Regions from separate parts of the Mus musculus genome. Here region 2 is linked to region 1. The links are chromatin contacts, called in public HiChIP or PLAC-seq maps. All regions are on one chromosome and are shown on one strand. The core of a region is the stretch at or near the end of the contact, and the rest is flanking DNA. Distances in the headings are between cores, read along the strand shown.

Region 1 (7,275 bases), core at 2,484-4,983:
TAAAGTTTTCCCATGGTGCCTTAAAAGAGACCCTGCACTCTCCAGTTAGGATGACCACCGGACTCAGTTGATCACCTGATCAACTAAGCAAATGTATAACCTCGGAGGCCTGGATAAGAGAAGCCCGTGTGCCTGTAGAGATGGGGTGGAAGCTGAATGTTCGGCCAGAGGTAACACCTCCCAGATGCTGAGACTCTAAACAACACCGTGCCGATCCTCTTCCCTCCTCTTCCTGTCTCCCTTGATAGCCGCTCAAGTGTATCCAGACCGAATCTCCCACCACACCCTCCTTCAGCATCCCGACTTGTTCCTCCATCCTCTGCCTTGGCCCTTCCTCTGAGACTATAAACATGCTATTCTTACACTTAGCATAATCCCTTCAGATCTCCCTGATAGCTGCTCCTTACCCTTAAGGAGTCACCTCCTCAGAGAGACCCTCCCCTCTGTATCCTACAATGAAACTGTTGCCCTGCCCCAGGACGCCCTCCCTCTCTCCCGTCTGCTTCTGTTCCTGCATCAGCTCCCCCTGGTTCCTCATCAGCTTCCCCTAAAACTGCCTTCTAATTGGTTTACCTGGACCCTGTCATCCTCTGAGGCAGGGCACTATTGTCAACAGATGGATAGTGCTCGCTGCCATGTCTGAACAGCTGGAGTGCAGCAGCTGTGGTGGCAGGGGAGGTGCCCATCCGTATGTTAAGTGAAGGAACCAGTCCGTACGTACATATGCAGATGACTGCCTTGACAGTCTCTGCGCAGGGGCGCGTTCTTTTGCATCTGACTTGGTCTGAGTTTTCTGTGTACTCTGTGACCCTGCCAGGGAAAAACTTGTACTCAGCCATCACAAAGAAATGTCATGTTAGGGATGGACGGGTGACTCTGTGGTTAAAAGCACTGACTGCTCTTCCAAAGGACCCAGGTTTGGCTCCCAGCACTCACATGGTGGTTCATAACACTCTGTAGCTCCAATCCCAGGGGATTTGACGCCTTCTTCTGGCTTCTGAAGGGATCAGACATCCATGTGGTTCACAGACATATGTGCTGACAAAAACACCCATACGCATAAAATAAAATAAAATTAAAAAAAATAAAAATCACATTGCCTGACTGGATGCTGTCTTAATTTCATTTTCTATTGCTGTACATTTTTAAATTACCCTGAAAAATCAGCATAAGGAAGAAATGGTTTATTGGGCTCAGAATTTTGGGCCACAAATTCCACCTTTCTGAGGAAGTCGTGGGCTGCAGGAGCTATCAAGCTGTGTGACTTGATGTAGTTGGTCATACTGCATCCAGTCAAGAGCAGGGAGACATGAATAAATGCATTCATACATGCCAGTGATCCGATGAAATCCAGCACCTTTCCCCTCAACAAATGGTGCCGCCCATAGCAGGTGAGCCTTCCTACTAATCAAAACTAATCATGCCACCCACAGGCAGGCCACTATGATCTAGACAGTCCCCCATTGAGACTCTTTTCCAGGTGACTCTAGATTGTGCCAAGTTGACAGTTAAAACCAACCATCATAGACAGTAACGCAGATTCTCTGACTGACTGAGAGCTAAGTCCCAGCCTGTCGTTTGATTGGGAATTTTGATACGTATCCTCTGAGCAAATTGTTAGTGTTGATAGAGACCCTCAAAACTAAATGCCTGGACCCGGCATATCCTAGGCTGGACCCCACAACCAATGCTTTGAGACACTCTGGAGCCAAGAAGGTCCCTGTGGCTGTGATCGATGGTGTGGGGGCTGGATTGATGCCCTGTACTCAGCATCCTTTGGAAACAGAAGTTCCCAGGATGGGATGCTCCAAGCAGCAACCGTAGGTGCTGCAGCAAGGGTCAGGCATGCTCAGATGGAACATGGGAAACAGAAAACAGGACTCCTGAAGGAGAAAGAGGTACAGAGCCCAGGAGGGGTGGCTGGAGGGGGCTCCTGACAGAGAGATGAACAAGAGTAGGGCCAGAGTGACTGTCCTGGCAGGAACCTGGAGATTCTAAAGAGAGATACTGTGTCCCTCCCGTTGACTATCAGACCATTGAGAGAACGGTCCCCAAGGAACTGATGCTCCCAGAATCTGATGCTGGAGGAAGCAAACCACCGAGGCCCCAGCTATACCGCACTCTATCGGAGTGACTTTGGAATGCTTTGCTCTCTGTGTCCAGCTCCGAGTCTACAGATCAGGGACCACCATAGTGCCCGTCTCAGAGCTGCTGGGAGGATGAGGAGGATGGAGACGCTTCACTCGGTGCCTGGTACACAATACGTGTGGGCTCGGCTACTGCTGTGCAGGTGAAGACGGCAGAAGACGCAGAGAACCCCCAGCCATCTGCACAGGATGTCTGAACTGATGCATGAAACACAATTGTCCCGCAGAATCGGTTCTTTCAGGGTCAGCCACACACTGCCAGCCTGCACCGCTGACCCTGGCCTCGAGGAAGCATGGAAGTACCTGCTGTATACATAACCAGGCCTGGTCCTCAGCGCAGCACACGTCACCCCCTCCCGGGGTTTCTGGGTGAGTTTTCTGGCCCCATGTACACAAAGGCTGCTGAGGACAGCTGGGGTTATGTTTGTTACAGGGGACAGAAGGACACGGAGGGAGGGTGGATCTCAGGTGCATTGTGTGGCTTTCATATGTATTACCCCCCGTGACAAGCCATGTACTCCCATCAGGAAGGGGGATAGGGTTGAAACCTGCAGAGAAGAGCTATATGGGGCTGAGCTGGCCTTGGTGATCAGGATGAAGCAGCTTTAAAAGGGACTGAGCTGTCCCCGAGGACTTCTGAGAAGAGATGGAAGACTCAGAGAAGAGCTGGAGGCACATGGGAGCAAGAAGCAGGAGAGCGGACCTCCTCAGCCCTCCCGGCCCAATTCTCTCAGCTCAGGGCCTGTGCCCAGGGCAAGATCGATTCCTTGCGGAACTGGGCTGTCAGTGCCACACAAGCGCCGCGAGCCAGAGCAAGACCCACAGGGCACAGCAAGAGCTGGGAGAGTGACTTGTTCCAGAGAGTCTGCAGAAGGGGCTGATTGCCAGTGTTTGTCTGGCAGAGACTGAGGGGACAGAATGAGTGACAGACGCTCGATCTTCAGTGGCAGTCCCTCCCCTTGAGGTCTCAAGAGGCAAGAATTGTGAGCGAGGAGTAGCCCTGCTCGAATGGTCAGAGGGAGAGTCACAAATCAAGATTTAGTCTTCTCTGCCATGGTAGCCCCTGGGGTCCCACGTACCAGGCCCCACATACAACCCAGATGCCCCCTTCAAGGTCAAGGAGAGTGGAGGCACAACCTACAAGCCCATCCTGATTCCTTAGGGAACGTGGCTCACACGCCTCCTGAGCTGTTGGACACCTGGGTTCCAGGGTGACCCGGAAGAGGAAGCTAACGACCCCTCCTAGTGCTAGCATATTCAATAAAATGGAACAGAGCTTATATAACTATGGCAGCCACAGTCCCCAAAGAGCCCCCGCCACACATGAGCACCAGTGTCTGGGAGCTGAGAAGGGTCAGGAACTGGCAATCACTGTATCCATGGCTCACAAGAAATCTCCCGCCCCATTGAGCAGCTGGCACAAGTGGCTGCTTGGCCATTGCTCTGGACTCTGCTCTCCAGCTGGAAGCAAACCGGGGCAGGGCCCCTCCTCAGTATCAAAGTCCGCTCAGCTAGAAAGCACAGGCTGATTTCACGGGTACTTACTTAGGAAGCCGCGGGGGCCATTGCACAGCAAGTCCCCTCCTGGCTGAAGGACAGCAGCCAATGGCTCTGTCATCGCTCACAAAGGAGGGTTGCTTCGGTCCCCACAGAGCATCAAATGCTGAGCTCTGGTGCTTGCCACTTGGCATTCTTTGGAAGTGACCCCTGAAGGAGAGGCACCATTCTGAGGACACAGACCCACTGTGTCCCACAACCAGAGAACACAAAATGCAGAGTTTAGAGCCTGCCAGCAGGCCTGGGTTTCCACGGCCCTAGTCACCCCAGTCACTAGAGAACACTGTATGGGACACATTCAGACCCCGCAGCCACCCACTTCCCAACTAAGGTGGGGTTGGTTGGGGGAGGGTCCGTCAAGTCGAGTATATATTTTACCCACTTTCTTCCGGACACACCAGACTTCACTGGGTCTTATATGACCTTGGGGATCAGCCCTTTGATGATACCAGCACTATAAGCCACAGCCATTGGCTGTGTTCACGGTATTTAACCCCTAACCTCACCCTAGTTGTACCAAGCTCACCCCCAACACACACTACGTACCAGGCGTCTGTCAGTCATGAGCCTGCTGCCTCAACTCATGATGAACAGCTGAGCGGACGGTTTACATGAATTAACATGAGAGACTGTCAGCCCCTGGCTTTTAACCTGACAAACAGGTGTCAGGCTGGTTGCCATGGAGAGGTGAAGGGGTCACCAGGGTCAACTAGGACTCCCTCCTATGATGGGCAGGTCCATCCTAGGGGCTTTGTGGGGAGACCCAGGCACGCCTGGCATTTTAATTATGCCTACTCTGTTAGTGTGATGTGTTTATGTATAAGAACATATATCTGTGTGTATGTGTGTTTTGCATGTGTGTGTGTATGAATGAACACAGCTGTGCATGAGTCTGTGGGTGTGCATGTGTATGGAAAGTGTATGAATGTGAGTATATGTGTGTACATTATGTGCTCACGTGGGAAGCAATTCGAACTGTGTATGCATGTATGCATGAGCTGACAGACATAGAAGAGTAGACATGTGTGTAGTGTGTGTGCCTGTGGCTGTGTGTGTGATCGTGTGAGCATGTGAATCCAAGTATATTAATCAGAATTCTCTAGAGCAGAGGCTCTCAACCTTCCTAGTACTTCAACCCTTTAATACAGTTCCTCGTGTTGTGGTGACCCCCAACCATAGCATTATTCTTGTTGCTACTTCATAACTGTAATTTTGGTACTGTTGTGAATAGCAATATAAGTATCTGATATGCAGAATATCTGATATGCGACCCCTGTGAAAGGGCCATTCGGCCCCTCCAGGGGTCACAATCCACAGTTTAAGAACCACTGCCCTGGAGGAATAGAGCCGATTAGGATGGAATTTATTGAGTTGGCTTACGTACCATCTGCTGTGGTCCAACAGTGGCTGGAACAGAGTGCCTGCTAGGTCTATGAAGCTAGAAGCCTCTGCAGTCTCAGGATGGCGTCGAAAGCCTGGAGGATTTCTGGAAGCCTCTGGGCTTCAGTCCATATTGGACAACCAAAGAAAGTAGGTCGTGAAATCAGCAAAGGTATGCAGCCGCAGTGACGGTAATGGCGGCTGCAACCACAGCAGAGCAGCTGAACATGCCAGCAAGATGCAAAGTCAACGAAGCAACAAGAGAAGGTCTTCTCTCAGATCCCCCTTTATCGGGGTTGCTGTCGGAAGGTTCTGCCCATCCTTAGGGTGTATCTTCCCACTTCAGTTAATAAAAGCAAATCCTCCACTCACATTTCTCAAGAGCGGACCTCAATCTAGACAGTCCCTCATATGAACATTTGTGCCCTAGTTGGCTCCTGATCTAGTCAGGTTGACAACCGACATGAACTATGAGTCAATGTGCGCGTGTATGAGTGTGATAAGGATAGAGACATGAATGAGTAGGCATAGATGTTGGGGAAACTGAGGCTCAGGGAGGAGATGACCTGCTCATGTCTGCAACTATCCTCCTTTATCATTGTGGCCAAGACTTGTCTCATTCTGACTGATGACAGCTCTAGTGGTGCCCACCTGCATCAAGACAAGGACTGAGTGACACGGGAGTGACACAGGACACAGCAGAGCTCTCCAGGGATGCTTTCCTCCCCCAGGGCCAACCTGCACTCTGAGCACCCGGATTGAGCTCAGATATCTTTCCTCCCAGAGGCCACCTGGCCAGGCTGGAACACCCCAAGAATCCCTCTCCACACAGCCATGCAGCCAAGCAGGACTCGGGCCTTGGGCTCCCCTGATTCTCTCCCCTCCAATGAGCAGAAAAAAAGAGAAAAAGCCAGCTTACAGGGCTGATGGTCCGACCCCAGGATGCCCCGGCACCAGGCTCCTTGGTAGGCCAGTCAGGTATCTGCCAAGAGAGTGGTCTCTTTATCCTCACTTAATTGAAAGCAGCATACCATCACTGAGCCCGTCCACTCGTGCCCTTCTCTTCCCTCAATAGCCACCATTAACCTTTAGAAAGAGGCTTCATGAGCCATTTGCCTGAACCTCTTTCTGCGTGCCCAGGTGTAATGAGGTTCAGAAACAGGCAGGCACGGAAGGGGACAGATGTAAGAGATGTTCCACATGACAGCAGGGCAGAGCGGGTCCCAGGGCTGCCACACAGACATAGCTGTGTATGTGACCATGTCAAAACCCGGGTCTGAACCACAGACCCCTAGGATGGTCAAGGCCAAATCTTCTCAAAGAAGTGAACTCTCCTGCGCCGGCCAGAGCAGAAGCATGTTGGCGAAGTCCTACAGCTCCTCAGCTCACAGCCGCTCCCTCCAGCTCTGAGTGTCACTCAGCCCATGTGGGCCAGCCTCCTCCAGGCTCTGGATCCCCTCTCCTCTCTGCCTTACTCCTCCCTGTCCATAGACACATCCATCAGGTTGACCCTGGGATAGAAGCATCCACCAGAATGAATATCCAGAGTAGATGATAAAACCCTCAAAATAAGAAAAAGAGAAGCAGAGGCGGTCCAATAGAGCCGGGTCTGAGGGAGGAGCCAGAGCCACACAGAAGGCAGAATGAACAGCTTGTGTATACAGGCAGGAAGGCACAATGGCACTAACATAGTCCAAGCTTTCGGGAGGGCGGAACTGTCCCCGGCCGCTGGAGGAAGACTGGGGCAACATCCCTCAGTATGTAGCAGAGTGGGGGTTTCCTGGGTGCCGTGTGGAAAGGCTAGCCACCTTTAAAATGAGAGAGAAAAGATGCTCGCCCACTCACTGCATGATGGGATGCAGTAGGAGATGCTGATTTCTCGAGTGTGTGTTAGGGGGCTGGAGGCTATGGTAAAAATGATTTTCCGTACCTGAGCTGAAATTGAACCTTGCACCCCAAAATGAAAGCTACTGGCTGGAAGGACTTTTGCCTGGGCACAGGAGGAATGCAGGACCATTCTTTGGCTCTTTGTCTTCATGACGCAAAGCGGGACTGTTCCCCATAGCCAGCAGCAGAATAAAGACACATCACCTGTCCCCTTGCCCCGTGGGACACCTTGCAGCAGGAAAGTGCGTGCATAAAAGAGCCGGAGCTGCAGCAAGTGTGGACACAGAGCAAAACCAGGCATCTA
Region 2 (7,275 bases), core at 2,437-4,936, 140 kb before region 1:
CCCCAAGAGTCTTCTGGGGCCTCTAAGGTGGCCATATGAGAGGAGAGGCAGGGGCTGGAGAGATGGCTCAGCGGCTAAGAGCACACTGACTGTTCTTCCAGAGGTCCTGAGTTCAATTCCCAGCAACCACATGTGGCTCACAACCATCTGTAATGGGATCTGATGCCCTCTTCTGGTGTGTCTGAAGACAGCTACAGTGTACTCATATACAATAAACAAACAAACAAACAAATAAATAATTTTTAATGAAAAAGAGAAAGAGAAGAGAGGAGAGGAGGGGAGAGGAGAGGAGAGGAGAGGAGAGGAGAGGAGAGGAGAGGAGAGGAGAGGAGAGGAGAGGAGAGGAGAGGAGAGGAGAGGCAGGTATCATGATCATGGAGTCTAAGGCAGCACCATTCTCAGGTTTGTGCGTGGGAATGCTGCAGTGACCATGACCATGACCATGACCCTGACAGCTAGCATTACGGAGAACACTGTCTAAACGCAGCTTCACGCTATTGGAATAGGCATCTAACTTTTATTTTATTTTGCCCACAAAGGGCACCAGCGAGCCAAGGAACCAAGCCATCTATCTAACAAGGCAGAGCTCACAGCGACAGGGCCGGGTAGCCTTGTGGTCTGCGTGGGTTCCGCCCATCTCAGGGAGTCCTTGATGGTCGATCAGTTAAGGCAGCCATGGCCTCCACAAGGCAGGCACTTCGGGCCTTAAATGACCTACACAGAGGAGGGGTTTGGCAGGCAATTGCCAAATCAACCTGGGCTGCCTCACGTACATCCATGGCTTACACAGGTAACCTCGGACTTCCCTTGAAATGGCTCCAGGAACTCCAGGAGGCAGGGCACAATGCCCCATCAGGATTTGTGGGGCTCTCTCCCCTATTCTATTCCCCGCTGCTGTGAGGTCAGTGCCAGGCAGAAATCTCTCTTCCTCTGCAGCTCTGGGCCACCAGCAGGACAGTGTAGTCTGTGTCCCCTTTGGTAATCACCCACCATAACCTTGCCAAAGACGACATCATTCCAACCCACAAAATACGGTCCACTGCGCCCCATCTTCACAGCCTCCTCCATGGGCACGGACACGAATGCATCCACTTGTCATGCAGCTTATGTAAACATGATCCCATCCCAGTCACACTTCCTGAACACAAACACATGCTCACTGATCTGTAGCCATCCACCCCACAGCCCAGCTGCTGGCAGTTGGCTGCGGGGCACAGGATGAAACATAGGTACTGCAGAGTTGGGAGGCTGCCAGGGTGGAACAGAGGAAAGCCAAGCCTTGAAGGATGAAAAGAAATTTGTTTATGGAAAGCCATGGAAACCCGGGATTCATTCATTCATTCATTCAGCCATTCATTTGTTCATGTTGCTAGAGGTGATGCCTTCATTTGCTTCTTTGTGAATGATCCCGCTCCCCCAAAGAGAGTAAGCTCTCTAAGGAAGGGTTTCTTGTCCCTTTCTCTCCACAGACCTGAGCTGGGTCTGCCATCCATCTCCATAAGGAAGCTCTTGATAATAACTATGAGGTCCACAAATGTCTCTGTTATCCACAACTCCCGGGGCTCTCTCTGCTGGAGGCAGCTTGGCTGACCCCAGATAGGATGAGCATTTCAAAATGCATTAGTGACTTTTCTTATTTAAATCTCCTCACACGAAGCCACTTAAGGGACATTATTCTGGATTACAAGTCGAGAGGATCATCCCACGGAGGCAGGGAAGGTGTGGGAGCAGGCAGGAAACAGGAGGCTGGCTGGTCACATGGTATTCCTCATCAGGAAGGAGAGTTTAAAAAAAAGTGGAGCCGGGCTATAAAACCTTAAGGCCCGCCCCAGTGATCCATCCCTCCATCACAGAGGATCTTCCCCCTAAAGGCTCTAACCTTCCTAAACTGCACCACCAGTTGGGGTCAGGGTGGGGAGCAAGCAGTTAAATCCATGAGCCAATGGGGAGCGTTTCACATTCAAATTCCAGTATCACCAGTTAGAATCTTTGACTCTTCATGAGCAGAGATGAAATTAGTGGCCCCTTCCACGTGGAGAGAATAAATGTATGAGGAAGATCTCGGGCTGCAAACCCTGCTGGTGATTTCAGAGCTGTGGAGAGCAGAGGGTGGAGGTAGGGAGTGGGGCAGAAGAGAAAGAGAGGGGAGGAGCCGGGTGGTGGTGGCGCACGCCTTTAATCCCAGCACTTAGGAGGCAGAGGCAGGTGGATTTCTGAGTTCGAGGCCAGCCTGGTCTACAGAGTGAGTTCTAGGACAGCCAGGGCTACACAGAGAAACCCTGTCTCCAAAAAAAAAAAAAAAAAAAAAAAGCGGGGAGGAGGGAAGGGGACAGCTAGACAGAGACAGAACATTCCCGAGACCTAAATGGCCTGGGTCATCAAATTGCCCCAAATGTCACCTGAGAATCATTCAGGGCAGAGGGCAGAAGGGGAGTGCAGAGTCTGGGGTAGGGGTGGGAGCTCTCTAATCATAGGAGGCTTTAGAAAAATCTTTCTAGCTCTGAATCCCTTAGAGATGCATCGGCTCAGGGGCTGAGCCGGGATAGCCGTTTCCCAAAAGACCCTCTGTGGGTGTTTTGGGGTGTTCTCCAGATACACAGTTGTTATTTTAGTAACTGTCTGCAGAACCTGGAGATGGGCAGCGACGTCCTAGCTGGTGTCACTTTGTGTGTGGCTTGGTGTAAAACTGGTGTGAGGAGACAAGGGTGTGGGGAACAGCTTTGGTTGTGCAATGGAGGCTGACGCTGGGAACTTGCTGGCCTTAGGAGCTGCTGCTCTGGGATTTTAGAGGTTCTCTTTGAAGGCTGGCAGATGAGTTAGTATGAGAGGGAACCTGTGGCACTCACCCTTCACCAACCCTTGAAGAAAAAGGGAGGAGCCCTTCTGAGGGATGGAGACATCCTCCATCTTCATGGGCCAAGTGGGTACCAGCAGTTGGGAGGCTCTGAGCCTTTGTCCTGGCTGTTCCTTCCCCCTGGGTCCCTCTTCCCTGTCCTCTCATTTGGCTCCTCTTCTTCATTCAGCTTCTGTCTCACGTGTCTACTGCTTAGAACTGCTTTTCTTCATGCCCCACCCTATCCTCGCCATTCTCTAACCTTCGGTCTCTGTGTCTCCTCAACTGGGAGTCATCACTGTCATCTGTTGATGTGCTTAGCATCCGACCCCCTAGAGGAGGGACCGTGCCCTGACTGCTCACGGTTTGGATCTAAGAAGGTTTGGGGTTTGCTGGCTGAACAAATAAATAGCCTCGTAGTCTCTGAGTCATCCTTTGCTCCCGCTCAGATGGCTTTGTTTCCTGCTCAAGCCACATCGAGGTCATTACTCTTCCTCTCGCCCAGGACAGAGCCAAGGGGCCTTCCTGCTGGAAGCAGAGCTGGCAGGGCTTGCTTTAACAATGGCAGGTGGAGCTGAGCAAAACCCAAAAGCTGCACATGTGATGCTCACTGCTATCGAGGCAGCCATGCGGCTGGCTGTCCGTGCTCTGGGTGCGCTGGTCATCTGGGCCCCTGTAGCTGGGAGGGATGCCTTGGCCTGTCACGTGCCTGGCAGATCTGCTTAAAATGTGTGCATTCTATCAAAAGCCTGGCAAAAACTGAAGCTCTGAGGCCTCTGCCCTTGGAGGACGCCTAGTTGGCAGGTCTCCATGGAGACCACAAAAGCACATCTGGCCCCTCTCGCTTCCTGGGGAGGGCCATTGGCTCTGACTCCACAGTGCCAGGCCTCATGTCTCTTGGGTGGGCACAGTGAACTGTATACAGGGGACACAGAGGCCCTGGGTGACATGTGTGTATCACGTGGGGTCCAGTAGTCTGGCAGTTGGAGCCCATCATTACTGTCACCTGGCTGAACAGCTGCTAGAACACTCTGGGGATATGAATCCTTGCCAGCCTTGAACTCTAGAGACCTCAGTGGCTGGGTCCTAACTCCTCCCCCACTCCTGCAGCCTGTGTCCTGCCCCCACTTTCCTCTGCTTTTCCTTGCTCCCTAGAACTGCATCTTCCCTCACCTCCCCCCTCTCCTATCTTTCAGTCTGTTCCACTCTGTCCTCTCATTCCCCTAGGTGTACCTTGCTCTGTCCCTGTCTTGGACCCATCTATGATAACAAAGAGAAATCAGCGTATCGAGGACTGTACACAATGCTATCAGGAGCTACTGGATGTGTGCAGGCCGCAGCCCTGCCTGACTGCTGGACTGGATCTGACCTTGCACTGCCCAGGCCTCCCGCTCTTTTGCACTCAGCCTTTCTCTGCTCAGCCGTGTTGTTGCCCACCCGGGCCTTGTGTCCTCACTCACTCTACCTGACGGAAGGAGCCTGAGCCAGCAGGAGGAAACTCTTCTTCACACCACAGGAACTCTGCAGACAGAGAAGGACCTGCCTAGCTTTGTGTATGTTTTAACTTCATTTCTTGTATAAATAAAGAAATATTGTCTAAACACTGGGTCCTGGATCATGCGAGTACGAAAAGTCACTGATAGGACAGAAAGCTGGGGACAGGGGCATGAGTGAGCAGAGGGAACAGAGGGATGGGACTGCCAAACTAAAGATCCCAGGCCCATAGGTGACCACCATACAGCTCACACAATTGTCACTGTGCCCTGACACGTGTGCCCAGTGTGGCCAAAGCTTCAGAATTTTCTAGGGAATCTAGAGGTTGAGTTCTTAGAGGCGTTCGCCAATGTTTATGCTTTTGCTTATTTCTTGTTCATCTTTGTTTGATCAGCCCATGACCTTGACGGTCAGACTTGAGCTAATGTCATTCATCCCCTGGCAGAGTATCTGGTCTCAGTTTCCCCACCTGTCCTATAGAGGTGGAGCAAGGTTATCTGTGTGGCAAACAGTGATGATGGCAGGGCTGTGACCTGATTTTCCAACCTCTGCTGCCTGCTTACTGTCTGTCATCCTGGCTGCCTTAGGACCCTGGATTAAGGCCTCTCCATGCCTCGGCCAGCAGAGGGTTAATGTTGGGGTTGTCATGGCTGGGGAGAGCGGTGTCCCCAGGAGCTTCTTGAGTCATTGCCTGTGCTGACTCTGGTTAGTCAATAGTCTGATGAAACCATCAACTCAGTCCATCCCAGGAAGAATGCCCGGGCCCTCGGTGGTTCAGATGGAAAATATCCTTCTAGTACTTGAATGTGACAGCGTGTTTGTCAAGGCTGCCCACCTGCTGCTCTGATGGGAGGGAGATCAGCCTGGGCAGTCTCTGAGTGGGTGGTCGCTGGGACACCCAGAGGAGAAATTCTTGGTGGCCATCACAAAAAGTTTGCTGGCCTTCAGGAGAGTCCATGTGAATAAGTGGGTGGACTCACAGACCAGCCTATAGAGCCAGTGTGCTTCCTCCTATCTGGCAGCCTAGAGGCCTCTGTCCAGGCCCAGCATGGCCCTCTGCCTCTAAGAAGCTGCTCCAAACCACCCCAGACACGCACAGCAGCTCATTCGGGGCTCCGCGCCCCTAACGCCTTCCAATCTACACAAGATCTGTCTGTAGCCAAGAGGGAGGGATCAGAGACAGAGACTAAGAGGACATGCTGCACTTTTGTGACAAGATACACATCTGTCCCAGATGGGGAAAACAGCTGTACACATCTGTGTGGGGTAAGTTTCAAACTGAGCAGCAGCGGGTTGGTACCCAGACATGGCGGCTCTCTGTCACTGGGGACAGCTGGTGTACACAATCCACCTATGGCCCATTGCCGTTCACCACATCAGTGCCAAAGCATAAGACACGGGGAAAAGAAGGAATGTCAACACACCAAGGCGGAAGGGGGAAGCTCCAGGGACCACCTTACGGGTAAGACTGAAGCCGGAAAACACTGACCTCACATTGATGGAAACTGCTTAGTCACCAATACCTCGTGCCCTTTCTTTAAACTTAGATCTCATGTCAGAATATAAACCATGGACCCGGGGTAGGGACAGTCACTGGACCTCTTTCTCTGTCCCTCTCCCCCGTGTGACTGCTTTGGATGTATTTTCTTTCTCTGCTTTTGACTATCATTTGTGTCTGCGGTTGGCTTATAGCGAGTCAGCTGGTGGCTAGCCTAGTTCCTTAGAGCTCCCAGGGTCCAGCCTTGGATCCTAACAACTCTGGTAACAGGAGGGCAGTACTCATAGTCACCAGATGGTAGGCAAGGCTGCTTCTAGAGCAAGAGCTGCCTAGGTGTCTGGAGAAGTGTTCTGAAGCCCTCAAGAGTGACAGGAGACTGAAGGAAGGGGATAGGACAGTAGCTGACATGATAGTGTCCCATAGTACCCAGATCCAAGCATCTGCCCTTGGCCACTTGGCTGAGAATTCTTCAGTGTCTTTTCTTTGGGGGGAAATGGCTGTTCTCAAGCCCAGAAACATGAAGGGTGTGAATATTTGTCTCTAGCATTGGACTGATGAAAACTACATCTGCCGAGGACCTAGGATCACTCTTACTCTCCTCTCCAGAGCTGAGAGGGAGGGTAGGAGAGAGCAAGAAGCTTCCTGGGTCTGGCTACTGGTTGGACTGCCAGTGTGGCCCTGGGACAATAGCCACCTGGGTGTAACAATACTGAAGTGCAGTGTTGCCATAGTAACCAGAACATCCCTAGCTGCAACAGGTATCTTTGATGCAGCTGGGAGTTATTAGACTCTAAGTCACCTTCCTAAGTCACCTTGTGAAACTTACAAGGCCCAGGAAGCTCCTTAAACATACAGGATACACATGGTCCCTCCCCCAAGAGTAAAAAAGGCAGGAACAAAAAGATGCTCTCAGATCATCGAGCCTCATTTGGAAGCCTCTCTGAGGCCCAGAAGGATATAAAGTCACCGTTGGCTACTGATATGACACAGAGCAGGAACCTAGGCTTCCAGTCCTCGAGTTCACCACCTCTCGCCCTGCTTTTCCACCTCAGAAAGAATAATCTGTCACAGTCACAGACTCCAGAACTGGAGCCCAGCAAGTAGCCTGAGGAATAGGACTGTGACCTTCATATCAGCAGGGTGGGAGGTGACCTCAGGTATCTGGCTGTTAGAGACATCTCTGCTCTGAGCCAAAGGGCATCTAAAATGTTGAAGCCCAGAGTGGGTCGTTCTGTTGATTCACCTTTCCCCTTCTCTCAGTGGCTGGCAGGAAACAGAGTGCTGTGCCAATCCAGGGGGATTCAGTGGCAGGTTTCCTGTCTTGCTCTACCTGTTGGAAATCCATTTCAGGCAACAAGGACTCTGTGTGTGTGTGTGTGTGTGTGTGGTGGGGGAGCCTGGGAAGAGGGGAGGCAAGCTTCTGATTGCTTCTAGAATTGCTTCAGGAAGA

The links. HiChIP or PLAC-seq counts read pairs in DNA pulled down with a chosen protein or histone mark.
Region 2: an H3K27ac HiChIP or PLAC-seq map of oligodendrocyte precursor cells shows a contact between it and region 1, with 8 times the contacts expected there. The contact joins two enhancer-like sites. A contact is called at or near these places in 4 of 484 Hi-C or Micro-C datasets (the HPC-7 cell line, bone marrow-derived macrophages, cerebellar granule neurons and 1 more), 2 of 115 datasets of contacts at active chromatin or transcription factors (embryonic stem cells and oligodendrocyte precursor cells) and 4 of 9 other capture datasets (bone marrow-derived macrophages, embryonic stem cells, embryonic tail and 1 more).

What each region holds. Positions count from the first base shown.
Region 1 is chr2:166,212,404-166,219,678 of GRCm38.p6, reverse strand. No RefSeq gene overlaps it. Among named protein-coding and RNA genes, the nearest start is that of Gm30536, 22 kb to the right of the region's middle. RefSeq lists an enhancer at 2,288-4,490. Within about 2 kb of position 3,733, at least 40 of the 459 cell types and tissues checked have an H3K27ac peak or open chromatin away from gene starts, as enhancers often do. A contact at or near this core is called in oligodendrocyte precursor cells, where this site is marked.
Region 2 is chr2:166,350,057-166,357,331 of GRCm38.p6, reverse strand. No RefSeq gene overlaps it. Among named protein-coding and RNA genes, the nearest start is that of Gm14268, 36 kb to the left of the region's middle. Within about 2 kb of position 3,686, at least 85 of the 459 cell types and tissues checked have an H3K27ac peak or open chromatin away from gene starts, as enhancers often do. A contact at or near this core is called in oligodendrocyte precursor cells, where this site is marked.